Regions from separate parts of the Zea mays genome. Here region 2 is linked to region 1. A link is a contact called in public Hi-C data. All regions are on one chromosome and are shown on one strand. Each heading gives the region's core, a stretch centred on a gene start, on an enhancer-like site or on the middle of the called end of the contact. The rest is flanking DNA. Distances are from core to core; before and after follow the strand shown. Region 1 holds the start of LOC100272496. Region 2 holds the start of LOC103636850 (protein SHORT-ROOT 2-like).

Region 1 (7,305 bases), core at 1,264-3,763:
GATCGATGGACGATGGCCATGCATGCACGTACGTACTCGATCGTCGTTAGGTGATGCCTACGCGTCCGTCCAAATGTTGTCAGGCTCTGAGAGCAGAAAGGTGCTGAGTGCTGACTATAGAACAGAGACCAACAGGACGCCAGTATCCATCACCATGTTGGATTCATCCGCGCGTGCAAACGAACAATAAACGATGCGTCATGCATGCATGCATGTAGCTACTTGCTGGTACGTACGACGTACGATGTATGTATATTAAATATGCATATAAATGATGTGCGCTGCAACAATCATAGGAAGCAGACAATGGCCGGCCACCGAGTAAAGGAGAACAGAAGAAGGGAACAAAATACTGGCATGCATGCGTACGTGTGCACGTACGTAGCGCGGTACAAACTTGAGACCTTGAGATAAGCTAGGCTATAGCCAGGAAGCCCGGCCCCATGCCGCGGGAAACCGAGTGATTTAGGACCTGGTTAGTTAGTTGGCTAAAAATTGTTAGTGGCATTTGGCTATATTTAAATATACTAAAGCTAATAATTAGCGGAAGACACTCAACTAGTCTAGCTAATAGTTCAACTATTAGTTATTTTTAGTAAATTAGCTAACACCCTGTTTGGTTGTCAGTATTCAGGGCCAAAATTTGGAATTGGAAATGGCAGACCTAAATCCAGTGTTTGGTTGGTCACAGAGTTTGTTGTTCAGAAACTTCCTCCGTTTTCGGGTCGTATTTAGCCCAACGAGCACAACCTTGTGACGATGCCGAGCCAAGACCCTCCGTTATTCATTGGAAACCACGTCTCATGCCACCCAAACACTAGCATTGGATTTAAGCCTCATTCCAATTCCCACTCCCACCTAGTTATATGGTATCGGACACATTTCAATTCCATGGCCTTGAATGCTAACATCCAAACGGACCGTAATAGTTAGCTGGGCACCTAGATAATTATACTAGTAATTTTTTAGCTTACTAATTATTAGCTCTAGTGTATTCAACACCCCCTTAGACCTAGTTTGGATACTTTAGGATTAAAGTGTTTTGAAGGGATTGGAGAGGATATAAATCCCCAATAGATCAAATACTCTCTCAATACATCTCAATAATCCACTCCAATCTCACTCATTACTAGAGTGCCCAAACTAGACCTTAGCTGGCTAACTATTACTACAATATAGGTTGAACCATCTAATGAAACTATCAACTAGATTGTTTAGATATCTACAACTAATTTTAACAGTTAACTATTAGATCTAGTATATTCAATTAGGGCCGTAGTCTGCTGGCCTGGAATGAGTGGAAGACCTGGTTTGCTGCCGCGTCCATTTCGATTGTTCCCTGTGCATGCTTTTGCAATTTGGTTTATTTTCTACTAGGACACACCATGTGCTCGAGCTAGCTAGCTAGCTAGCTGTTGATGATCTGCTGCCGTGCCGATCTGCAGTGTAAAGCAAAGATCTATAGGTAGATGGGATGGGACGTGCCACCTGCCGGTGCTGCTGCTGCGAATCTACGGCGGCATGCATGCATTGCAATGCATGAAGCGGGAAAAGGAGACGCGTAGTAGCACATGTGTGTACCTGAGAGGGCAACCATGTCGGTGCTGCTCAAACCCTTGTTGGAGAAAGCGTTGAGCAGGCCGTTGAGGCTGCTGGTAGGCCCAGGGAGGTCACTGTTGGCCAGGGACGCGCTCGCCGTGGTCGCGTCCCTCCTGCCCAGCGGAACCGCCCACGATGGTCCTCCCAGCTGCACGCAGTTCACTCATTTTACTTGTGACGACGTACGATCGATCACAAGAAGAGGCAGAGCATCGATCGCTTTACACAGCCCAGCCCATCGATCCATGGGAGGATCGAGCAGTGATCTCGACCGTTGGCTAGCTTACTTGTGCAACCGAGTCGCGGGCGGCGACGGCGAGGATGTCGGCGCAGGAGACGGTCTGCGGGCACAGCAGCTCCAGCAGCATCTTGATGTTGTCGATCACGTCGAAGCCCCGGAGCGACCCCGCGTTCGGCCCCGCCCCCTTCTCGCCGGTGAAGCTCGCCGTGTCGTCTAGCAGCACCGACGCGTCGCAACCCTGCCGTACATATAATAGGTGCATGCATATACACAGCGCAGAGCCATGGTCACTCACTCACTCACTCACTATCTGTCGTCTCTGTTAGATTGAGACGACTGATGACTTACCTGCACGAAACAGTCGTGGAAGTGGAGGCGGAGAAGGGAGGCCCCCATGCGGGGCTCCAGCAGCACGGCCGTCGAGACGGCGGTCCTGATGGTGAGAAGGGCGGCGGGGCAGGACGCGTCGTAGTAGCTCTCCGACGACAGCTGCGCGCTGCCCACCGCGGCGGTCGTCGCCAGTGCAAGGGCCAAGACCAGCAGGCCGCAGCGAGGAAGAGGCCACGACTGGCGAGAAGCTGCAGGGGCCATGTCGCACTCGAGGGGTGTCATGGGCATGGCATGCACCGTCAGATAATTAATTCTGGTTTTGGGAGTTGGGAGTAGTCTGCAGAGCTTGCATTTATAGATATGGTCAAGGAATATCGGGGCATTTAGCCTCTTTAATAATAATATAATATGCATGACAGCGTGACACAAGATGGCCGGCACCACCCCCTTCTTCCGGCCGACAAAACAACGAGTATGAATTGCGTAGGTAGATCTGGTGCTCATATCTAACATTATGTTGCTGTTGCTTTCTACAAATGTACTCTTTTTATTTTATAACACTTAGATAAACACTATATATGTCTAAATACATAGCAAAAACCAATATAAGTAGAAAGCCAAAATAACCTATAATTTATAACGACAAGGAATACTTACCGACTGATAAAGAATAATGGTAAGAGCGAGACAACATGATAAATAAGAGAACATATATATAGATGAACAGAGGGGCTAAATTAATCTAAGAAAAAGAAATTTCAGATATATAATGGAGGAGGTGAACATGCAGTTGGTTGGTTAGGTTCATTGTGGTACAAGCTGTCCATTTTAGAGTCCTCAACTTTGCTGTCAGCATTGAGCGTCTCCATCAGATTGAGAGAGAGAGAAAAAATCAATTTTTTCCCCAGTAAACAGTGATATATAAATAGAATTTAGTAGAAAAAATCTACTCCCTCAAATAAAGAATTTGGTTGTTATAACAAAAGGTCCTTTTTCTGAATTCTACTTTCTTGCACTTATTTTTCTCAATCCCTCGAAGAAATAAGCACGCAGAAGAACCAGAAACTTTTATCAACTACTACATTTCTTACGTGAAATTACAACCACCATTATCGGATCCACACATCATCTATGCATGGTTAGGTTAGGCTCGTCAACGAACATAGAGCGACTGCGTGCACAGGCGGCAAGGGTGCGAGCCAGCCACATCAAGAAGCCGCACACACACACAATAGTGTTTCTTCATCATCAGATGATGCTTTTGAACCAAAAAGAAAATAAAACAAAATTCCTCCATCTTTCAATTCGATCGTCACCACAAGTCCACAACTGCCCGGCCCCATGCATAGCGCCGTCGTATTTGGTCCCTTGCATCTTTGGGCTAACCGCATGCATGCACTATGCTGGTAGCCTTGCTGGCCGGGGTGGCTGTCTGGTGCATATATATGTGTATGCATGTATAGTATATGGTATATGATGCACACTACAATGCGAGGAGCTACCGTGTTGGCAACTAACAGCTCCCTTATTATTATTAAAACGCCGGCCATATGCATGCATGCGTTGCAATCAAGCAAAGACGAGATATGCATCTCCAAATACAGTTTGGTATACTCTACTGAGTAATTGTAATTGCATATATAGATATAGTCCAGAAGGAATTGAATATGGCATAGACATAACACAAGAGGGTAATAAAACAAACCAAGTAATTAATGAAGATCGATGCATATACGGGAGGAATGGCACATTGCCAAAGCAATCGACTTGCAGTAGTACGTGGCGCTGCTATCATTATCGTCCACATATATATATTCGGACAAAAAATAAAAATAAACCAGCCACCATAGTAGTGCTAAAGAGTCGTTGTAGTAGCGTGATAGAGTCATGCGCATCAATAAATACACCCACAGCAACAAATGCACATGCGCGAACAAAGCGCCAGCCACCAATGCAAGAAGGAGGAAGATGGTGGCGAGGATCACATTCCCTATAGTACATGCTGTGCAGTGCATGGTCGAGCTAGCCGTTCGTTGTTATTGGTTGGAATTCAATGCAAGTCGGTCTCGCTTCGCCGAGAAGCTATGTTCGATCGGAGTGACTGCTCCATATGATGGTTATATATACTCCAGTATAGTATGTATATATTGAGAACTTTTGGGAGATCGATTTGACTAGAATTAATCCCAAAGCAGGGTTACCCAATGAATAATGCACTATGTTCGATCATCATTAGCTAGCACTCCTTTTTTTTCGTTGCCGAGTGTTACACTCGGCAAAGCCTTTGCCGAATGTAAAATAGTTTTTGCCGAGTGTCTTAGACACTCAGCAAAGAACGCGATTCCGGTAGTGTGCAGCTCAGCCCATACATCAACCTCCGAACTATAGATGGCCATTTGGCACTAACACGATGGGCCGGCGAGACACGGCACGAAAAAGCACGGTCCAGGCACGACCCGGTCCGGTTAGTATAGTGCCAGTGCCTGGCACGGCACGGCTATAGTGCCGTGCCTGGGCCACTATCTCGACCCGTAGTGCTGGCACGGGCACGACACGGTTACATTTTTTATTTTAAAAATAATAGTTTACATATATTTAGTATAAGAATTCAACATATAACACAATAAAATTGCAGCTGCACTGGTTAGATGGATGCGTTTAAGTCTCTTATGCACTAGGTTGTGAGTTCAAGCCCCCACAACTACACACAATTTTTGCTAAATTCTACAATATACTCAGATGGGCCATAGTGCCGCCGGGCCGGCCCGGCACGACTAACAGGCTCACGGGCCGTGCCTGGGCCGCGGCAGCGGCACGCCGGCCCATCTGGGCACGGCACGCTTCGCTAGCCGGGCCTGGCGGGCCGTGCCGGCCCGTTTGCGACCAGCTGGACGTGTGGGAACCGTGCAAGCTAATAAGTTGTTACTAGGTGCTTATCTAACTCGTTCGGGCCGCGGCAGCGGCACGCCGGCCCATCTGGGCACGGCACGCTTCGCTAGCCGGGCCTGGCGGGCCGTGCCGGCCCGTTTGCGACCAGCTGGACGTGTGGGAACCGTGCAAGCTAATAAGTTGTTACTAGGTGCTTATCTAACTCGTTCTGTTACCGTGTTATTACCGAGTCAGAGAACACGATGATGACCGACTAAGGTCTTGTTCGTTTGTGTCGGATTGGTGGGTCGGAACGATTCCTAACCGGATTGCTTCTTTAATTTATATAAATTTTAGTTAGGCCTTGTTCGTTTCTGCCGGATTGGTGGGTCGGAACGGTTCCTAACCGGATTGCTTCTCTAATTTATATAAACTTTGATTAGGTGGAACGATTCCGGGTGCAATCCGACACAAACGAACAAGGCCTTAGCTGGAACGATTCCGGGTGCAATCCGATAGAAACGAACAAGGCCTAAATGTCACTGAACTCATTCACTATATATAACATGCTCTCTGCTTTAGAATGAAATTTATTTCTATAGCCCCTTAATTTAGAGTCATAGGCTTTCCCTTAATCCGATCCCATGCCGATACGTGTTATCTAAACACACGTTAGATCGAATGCCTTTTTGTAAACGGATCCGCTAGCATAAGCTAGGTTATGATATACTCAACTTTAATAGTTTAATATTAAATTTTCTCTCTAACAACATAACACTTAATACCAATAAGCTTGGCAGTCCCCACTTGACTCGTTGTTGTAGGAGTAAAATATTGTTGGTTCATTGTCGTAATAAATTCTTAGTGTTTTTTTCTATGCTATCCACCAGTGGCGGACGTAGGACCAAAATTCATAGGAGACAAAGAACTACATGACAAAATTAAGTAATACCATAAAACTACTTTTGCATTGAATTCAAGTTTAAAGAAGATAACTAAATGAACAAAATAATAAAAACATATCATTAAATTCTTGTTGCCGAATCGAAGTCGTGCATACCTTGTCCAATAATAAAAACATATCCATGTCAAAATTCAGCTTCCCGCGGGGCACCGGACCAGGTCCACGTGCCTTGAGTCCAGGATTCTGACTGGTAGTTTCCTTAGCTAGCCATTGGCTCGTCGATGCACGCCTACAACTAACCGTTGGAGGCAGTCTGATGCGCCACAAGACCATGAACAGTAAAGGTTCGATAAATTTTAATATTAAATTCATGAGAAACCATTGTTCATCCGTATAGGTGGTCTGGTGCATAACCGCACGGTCCGGTGTGCCATGCCGCCAAAAGACCAAGTCCTAGGCCCGTGTGTACTCACTCCAGTGTTGCCCAAAATTGCGCAGTTTTGGCTCTTTTGAGCCAAACTTCTCCAAGTATTTTTTACTATTCTTTAGAGCTTTCCTACGACTCAGACAAATATAGTTAGCATATAATCCAATTAACTAAGTGCGAGAAACTCACCTCTTTGCCATAGTTTCTCCAAGATTTGCAGTATGGTTCAAACTAAGTCCAAAATGCACTTTTTGCTACAAAATGAGTTAGAGACCAGATGCAAGTGCTAGAAACATTTAATAGACCTATACAAATTATCCAAACACTCAAACCTCTCATGTTTATATTTTTTACTCAAAGTTGCACTTTTGGCCAACAATTTAACTCATTTGGACTTAGTTCCATTAATTTGCCTTCAAGTGAACTTGTGCTCATACTCATCTCAAACTATTTAGTTCATTGTGGTGTGTTGGTCACTTAATCGCTAAAACAGGTAGAACTGGCTATCGAGCACATTTCCCTTTCACCTATACAAAGCATGGAGAAAGCATGTAAGAGATACAAATTGAAAGACAACATAATGACATTGGTTTCAAGAATGCAACATGTAGAAACACAATTGGACTTGATACCAATTTGTGTATCATTTTAATTAAAGCATGATGCTTATCTTCGAGGACTCCATTTTTCTTTGTAATGAGACTAATACACACATGACAAGCATGAAAAGAGTGTTAGTCTCAAATATACCAACTTGTAGAGTGACCTCATCCTAAAATCCTGTATACAAATTTGAAATACATGTAGGAGAAATGCACTTAGACTTTTAATGGTCAAAATATCACTTGAATGATAATGTCACATGAATATGAACATTATTTGTCTGTGATATTAGGGAAAGATGTCTACAATTTGGACTTATCACATATAAGATAA
Region 2 (7,305 bases), core at 1,419-3,918, 230 kb before region 1:
ACTAAAAGATGCTACAGATCAGCAGAGCCGAATAGTGGAATAGTAACACACGTCAAACCATGATACTACCAACTCACTGGCTGCAAAAATAAAATGCATGCAGAAATGCGAGGAACTAGGTATCTTGGTTCGCTGTCTAACTTACCACATGTTGGCTAGTATTTTTTTTTGTCTAATGTTTGTTATTCAATTCTTCATGAGTCTCGTATATTGAATAAGATTATTTATGATCTATACTAGAGCATCTTTGGTAATATTTCAGAGAAAAACTGTTGGCAACCACCAATACCATTTTATTGGAGATGGATTACTGGTGAGGTGCTAAAGATGCTCTAACCTCCACATCAACCAAACAATAACCATCTCTTGCAGTCAAAAACATGGATGCATTGCAACAATGTCAATTCCTCCCAAATTTCTACTTAAAAAAAATAAGCATCTGATCTTCAGCTTCTCCGATCCCTACATACTTACGCCTCTCGAAAAAACCTAAGTAATGTGGTAAACAGTGCTAAGATCCATCATCCGATTTATAATTGGAAAAAAAGCACGCTACCTGATCCCCGTGCGCGTCGTTGCCGCCACTCACACGATCCAGCGAAGCAATGCATGCCCTACGCTGCATGCTAGCTAGAGCATACACATGCATGCATGGAGCACGCATCATCTTGTTCTGCTGCCGATACGATGGAGCTCACGATCTGGTTCATGATCATGGCCTCCACGCGCTCGTCCACACCACGGGCTGCTCCTTCCACGCGAGGAACACCCCGGCCGCCGCGCCGTCGTCCGCGCCTGGCTCGCGCAAGGTCCATCCCTCCCGGTACCGGCGCAGCAGCGACCGCATGTCGTCGGCCACGTCGTCGCTGAATGCCACGGGAGAGAAGCCGGCAGACCGCATGCGGCGCGCCCACGACGCCCCCGTCTCCCGCCTCTCGACGGATTCGGACGCCGGGCAGGCCACGAGGTCCACAATGGCACGCCCCGCCGCCCTCTCCAGGGCGAGCCTCTCGTTGCTCGCCTTGGGGAAGCTCTCCTCGAGGGAGTCCATGTACGCCGAGAAGAAGCGGAGGCCCTCGGTGAACACCTTCATGAACGCCGCCTCCGCGTCGGCTTCCCCGGCCGACGACGACGACGGCTCGGACGCCGCCACGAGGTCGGCGTCCTCCTCCACGACGGTGACCACGCGCGGCTCGAGGCGGCGGAGCGAGGCGACGAACGCGTCGCGCCGCCGCGCGCCCCCCGGCGCGACCCCGCGCAGCGCGTTGACGCAGTTGATCGCGAGCGCCGTGGCGGCGCCGCCCTCGCGGAGGCCGAGGCCGAGGCCGTCGAGGTCGAGCCCCGCGAGGTCCCCCGCGTGGTGCACGGCGCGGAAGCTGAAGGGCACGCCCATGAGGCGCGCGAACTTCTCGAGGCGCTGCGCGATCTCCCGCATCACGCGCTGCGCGGCCGCGGACGACGGCACGCCGGCGGTGGGCACCACGGTGGTGATGGACAGGTGGGGCGTGTCGTCCGACGACCTCGTGGCCAGCGCCTCCAGCAGCGTCGGCCACTGCGTGCAGAAGGTGTTGCTGAGGTCCAGGATGTGCAGCCGCGGCGGGTGCTGCGAGGAGGAGGACGAGGAGGCGGCCGCCGCCGCCGCCGCGTCCAGGAACGACTCGAGTATGGCCCCGTTGGCGGCCACGTGGCCGAAGGACGCCCAGGGGCTGAGCTCCTGGAACCTGAGCGCGGTGCGGCGCGTGGAGTCGAAGGACGTGTTCCGGTCCGACGCGGCGGCGAGCGTGCGCAGCGTGCGCGGGCCGGAGGTGGTGAGGCGCGCGAAGAGGCCCTGGAGGAAGTAGGACGCCAGCTTCTGGTCCACGTCCCCGTACGGCGACGCCAGCTCGTTGAGCATCCACATGAGCTGCTGCACGCGCTGGCTGTCGCGGGCGGCCACGGCGCGCGCGCACTCCAGCAGCAGCTGCGCGGCCCACCTCCCGGCGCCGCCGCCGCCCGAGGACGAGGCGGCGGCGCCGGAGGACGAGGCGGGGGAGCTGAAGTCGAGGTCGATGTCCACCTGCGGGAACGAGAAGTCGGCCGCCTCGAACAGGGCGCCGGCGCCGGCGCCGGACGACGTGGACGCGGGCGGGGGCTGGGGCTGGGCGTGCGGTGGCGTGGGAGACGACGAGGGCGGGGCGCGCGAGGACGACTGGAAGTGGCGGGACCGGGACGAGGACGAGGAGGAGAAGTCTTCATCCATGTAAAAGCCGTGGTCGTTGCCGCATTCTTCTTGGTACGGCGGCGGCGGCGGCGGCTGGTGGTGGTCGTAGTAGTAGTAGCCGGCGCTGCCGCTGCCGCTGCCTGCGGGGTCGTAGTAGTAGCTGGCGCTGCTGTAGTGGGAGTGGGGGTGGGAAGAGTGGTAGTGGTGGTTGTGGGTGTGGTAGGAGGAGGGAGAGGAGCGTGAGCCGGTGGAGGTGTCGTTGCTGCGGGACGTGGAGCGGGAGCTGTAGGGGGACTGGTGGTGGTGGTGCTGGTCCGGCGAGGAGGACGCTGCTGCTGCTGCTGCCTGTTGGTGATGTTGTTGGTGATGTTGGTGGAGGCTAACCAATCTAAACAGTGTGTCCATCTAACCCACCGGAGCCAGCAACAACAACAACATGCATACGGTGCAAATGGGCTTGTGCTGTTGTTGCTACCTACATAAACACAACCATGGTGGTCACCTCGTGGGTTATATAACATGTGTGCAAAGAGGATGCATGCATGGCGAGACCACCACAACGCTTTTCTTTTCTTTTCTTTTTTTTTTACTATCGCGCGCCATGCTCCCTTGCTGCCATTGGATAGACAAGGTAGAAATTTGGGTGCTTTTTGTGCGATCGATGTGCTCCCTCGCTTATCCTGCCTTTAGTTCGCGTCTTGATCAGCTTTGCCGGAAAATAAAGGTATGTAGGTCTAAAGTGGACGTGCGTGACAGTCGGATTGTGTGCACCGCAGGCAGGCGGGCGGATACCGACGAGTGGATGCATTTCAAATTTCTCCTGGCCCCAGCCGTGTCTTTATCCCACCACCGTTATTGCATTTGGCGCAGAATATATATTACTCCCTCCGTTTCTTTTTATTAGTCGCTGGATAGTGCAAAATTAGTGCAATTTTGCATTATCCAGCGACTAATAAAAAGAAACGGAGGGAGTACTACTATATACCCAGGCACGATTAGAGCTGTCACCGGGGAAATTACGGTGGTTATTATATTATTTAACGACAGCTGATTATGGGTACGAGTACGACCAAACCAAACCACACGGGGTGAAAAGCCACAGGGGGTTCATTTGCGCTGGGGGTGGTCAACCTGCTTCACTTCACTGGCCTGCTCCACTATCGCTAGCTCACCGCTGTTTTGTAACTGTAAACGAGTATGCCATCTGTGCTTGAGTCCAGATTTGAGCCCAAGCAAAGCGCTAGTAGCTGCTTGGGGAAGGGACCTGAGAGAGGAGAGTCACCGAGACCGAGTCAGTGGCGTGAGAGCATGGAATGCAACAGGCCAACAGCTGTGGGGAGTAAGTATGGGCTAGCTAATCGCAAATTACACACCATGTTGGTTATATTGACTGTACGTGTGGACCAAAGCAATGTGAGAACCACTCAAAAAATTTAGCACCCAAAACTGCGCTTTCAAAGTTAATGGAGCTAGGTGGCACACTAATAGGCACTACCGGAATCTGGGTCTTTGCCGAGTGCTCGGCGCTTTGCCGAGTGTTTTTTGTCGGACACTCGGCAAATTCCTGCTCTCCCCTATCATCTTCTCACTCCTCAATTTTTTTTTGATTTGTGGATTGGATGAGTTGATCTATCAGCTTTGGGTCTTTTTAAACACTATAGTTTTTATATAAAGTTTGTCTTAATCTGGTTTAGTGTTAAAAAATATTTTTTACAAAACAAATGAAAATCTCTGTGTCATTGTCGGTTCATATAGCTACAAATAATAATACTCCATCTGTCCTAAACTAGTATTTATTTTACCTCTTGGTTTTTATGTCTATATTTAAGTGGATGGTGATGAATCTAGACACATATATAAAGCACATACATTATTCAAGTGGATGCTGATGAATCTAGACACATATATAAAGCATATACATTAAGTATTGTATGAATTTTAGTTTGCACGACACCAAAAAACAAACTTCTACGGCATATTGGCATAATAACTTCCTACGGGGTTCGATTGAAACGGTAGGAAGTTAATTACTTCTGATGGCCTTGAGCGCCACTCGGATCTAAAAATTAACATCTGATGAGGATGTGACACACTCCGTCGGGGACCAGATCCTGCAAACCTAGATGTGGTGTGCAGCCAAATAGCAACAGATCGCCTGATGAGTGTTTTGAAATGCTTTGATATATTTTGTTTATATGAAAATTTCTATATAGGATTGCATTGTTCTTTTGTATGGAGGCTGCATTTGGCGAGGCGATGTCTAGTCAGCACGAATCGGACTACGACTGGAGGACCGCACCTATTGATCCTCAGGTTGTGTATGAAACTGGTGGAAATCCTCATGGAAGGTGTGGACTCTATACATCTTATCTTGCTTCATCGATATTCTGAATCTGTTCGTAGCTCATGTTGCTCCACTCAAGGTTTGCTGCTCGTAGCTCCCGTCATCGACTCGAGTCAGGTGACGGTTCAGAGGGGAGGTTCGTCGAGGTCTGCTGCTCGTAGCTCCCTTCGCTCCACTCAGGATGCATCAAAAGTGGAGCGACTCCGAGAAGAGCTTAGGCAAGATCAGGAATACTTGAGGCAATAGGATGCGCAGCAAGAATATGTTGCTCAGTTTCAACCACAGCAAGCACTCATATAAGTTAGTTCGAAATATAATAACTTTCACTTTAAGTTATGTATTGATTTAAAACACTAACATGAATGAATTCAGCAATTTTGTATCAACTAGCACAAGCCCAAGGGATACAAATCCCGGTGCCCCCACCTGCACCTACCTTACATTTTCCTTGGCCTTCACGTCCACCACATATCGGACATCGGGTATGCAAATTCATCATTATTTACTTGTTGTTATATTACGATGTGACTCGACGAATGTCATTTATACATGCATATCAGACCCCTCCAGCTACCATGCCAATGCAGCAACAAGATGACGGCTTCGACTTCGTCAATGCGCTCTTCGCTAGTGGAGGTAGCGAACATCACTCGTCGCAGTTCCCCGATGTTGATTGGCAGCAGTGAGCTTGCATTTTGATGTATTTTGTGAGATTTAGACTTTTATGTCTTATGACTACAGATGAGATGTTATTGTTATGTTGTGAAATCATATTGTGATGAAATGGAGATGTTGTTGTGATGAAATGGTTGTCATTTTTGTTCGTCTTGTGGTGATTGTATGTGAGATGTTATATGTGATATGTGGTGGGGGGTTAGTATATCTGTTATGTGTGCAATGTGGTGTATAATGAAATTGGAACATCATTTGTAATACTGGTCAATTTAACTTCCTAGAGCTAACTAACTTCCTAGATGCTACAGAAAACGTAAGAAGTTAGCCTTCTAACTTTCTAGAGGATTAGTAGACGATAAAAAGTTAGCCGGCTAACTTCATAGAGGAATTGTAAACGATCGAAAGTTAGCATCGCCGATGGGAACGACACCAACCCGTTAACTTCTGAGAGGCAACTTTGGCTCTAGGAAGGTAACTAACTTCCAAGAGCCATCTCGGAAGTTAAGCTAACTTCCGACCATTTCTTTCTGAGAGCGTAACTTTTGACGGGATGATTTAACTTCCGAGGAGTTTTCTAACTTTTGAGAGTACAGGGCTAACTTCCTACTGTTTAGACTCTAGAAAAGTTAAGTATTTTCCTGTTGTGTTAGGATGGAGTAAGTGATTGTCTATTGTGTACTAGTGGAGGCAAGATATGAGCGGGAGAGTTCATAAAAATTGAAATGCATGACTTAATTAAAAACGTAGGCATTTTGAAGTAATCAAAATACAAATTAGAAGTAGGTGCACATGGTAGAAATCTTTTCAGATGACAAGATATGGAGCACAAAATAGAAGAATAAGCTATAGTATAGAAATTTTATTATATCACATTAGTAGAAGGATACCTTACACGTAACTATCATGATTGCCAACAATTTTGGACGGTGGGTATGTTGACGAGGATAAATGAATAGTGGATGATGTGAAATCTGGATAGATTCAATAAATAGATAGGTGCTATAATTGCAGATGTTGACGGCAAGCATGGGAAAATTGAATCCTAAGAACATTTAGTATTATAAGATATACAAATACAAATATATATAAATCTACATTTATAGATAAAAAATGTATATTATATTTTTGTTAGATAGTCACTACCGGAATCAATCGCTTCGCCGAGTGCCTGAAGCACTCGGCGAAGACATAAAAACACTCGGCAAAGGCTTTGCCGAGTGTAACACTCGACAACGAAGGCTCGGCAAACAGTACATCGGCAAAGACTTCTTTGCCGAGTACTTTTTCTCGGGCACTCGGCAAAGATGTTTGCCGAGTGCCAGGGAGCACTCGGCAAAGAAAAGCGACCGTTACGGCGCCGGGTGGCGGAGACGGCGGCTTTGCCGAGTGTCAACGCTGGCACTCGGCAAAGAAGATATCTTTGCCGAGTGTCTTCCGGGCAGCACTCGGCAAAGCCGCCTTCTTTGCCGAGTGTCAGTTGGGACACTCGGCAAAGAGCCCGCCAGGGAGGGTCCCCATGTCAGGCTCTTTGCCGAGTGTCCCAAGTGGCACTCGGCAAAGCCGACCTCTTTGCCGAGTGCCAGCGACATAACACTCGGCAAAGAACCTAAGCCGGTGCCCAGGTCTGTGCTCTTTGCCGAGTGTTATGACCCTGACACTCGGCAAAGAGCCTCTTCGCCGAGTGTAACACTCGGCAAAGTGACCAGTATATACCTTTTTTATTTGTTTTTTGTATTCCATCCACACAAACATAAGATATCACATATATATCACATATATACATCACAGATATCATCACAGACATAAATAGCCAACACAAACATAAAACCGTCACCACAAACATAAATATCCATCACAAACATAAGTGTTCAACACAAGTATCAAACACAAACATAAGTCTCAAACATCGCAAGGTCTCACATAAGTATCAAACACAGACATAAGTATTATACATAAGTTTTGAAGTCTAAAACAATGAAAACACAACACTTCATGGAGGTGGGCGGTTTGACCGGGGCTGCGTTGGGCTGAACCCTTCCGGAGGGTTGTTGGATGCCGCTCCAGATTGGCCCTGCACAGAGAAGAG

Evidence for each region. A called contact is a pair of places that touch in the nucleus more often than the background predicts.
Region 2: a Hi-C map of ear shows a contact between it and region 1, with 3 times the contacts expected there. The contact joins the promoter of LOC103636850 here to the promoter of LOC100272496 in region 1. A contact is called at or near these places in 3 of 25 Hi-C or Micro-C datasets (bundle sheath, ear and tassel).

Annotation. Positions count from the first base shown.
Region 1 is chr1:77,977,799-77,985,103 of Zm-B73-REFERENCE-NAM-5.0, reverse strand. LOC100272496 reads right to left here and starts at 2,513. Exons shown (of 4, transcript NM_001367440.1): 1 at 2,189-2,513; 2 at 1,887-2,078; 3 at 1,582-1,747. The coding sequence starts at 2,458.
Region 2 is chr1:78,212,194-78,219,498 of Zm-B73-REFERENCE-NAM-5.0, reverse strand. LOC103636850 (protein SHORT-ROOT 2-like) reads right to left here and starts at 2,668. Exons shown (of 1, transcript NM_001323339.1): 1 at 653-2,668. The coding sequence starts at 2,605. The coding sequence ends at 713.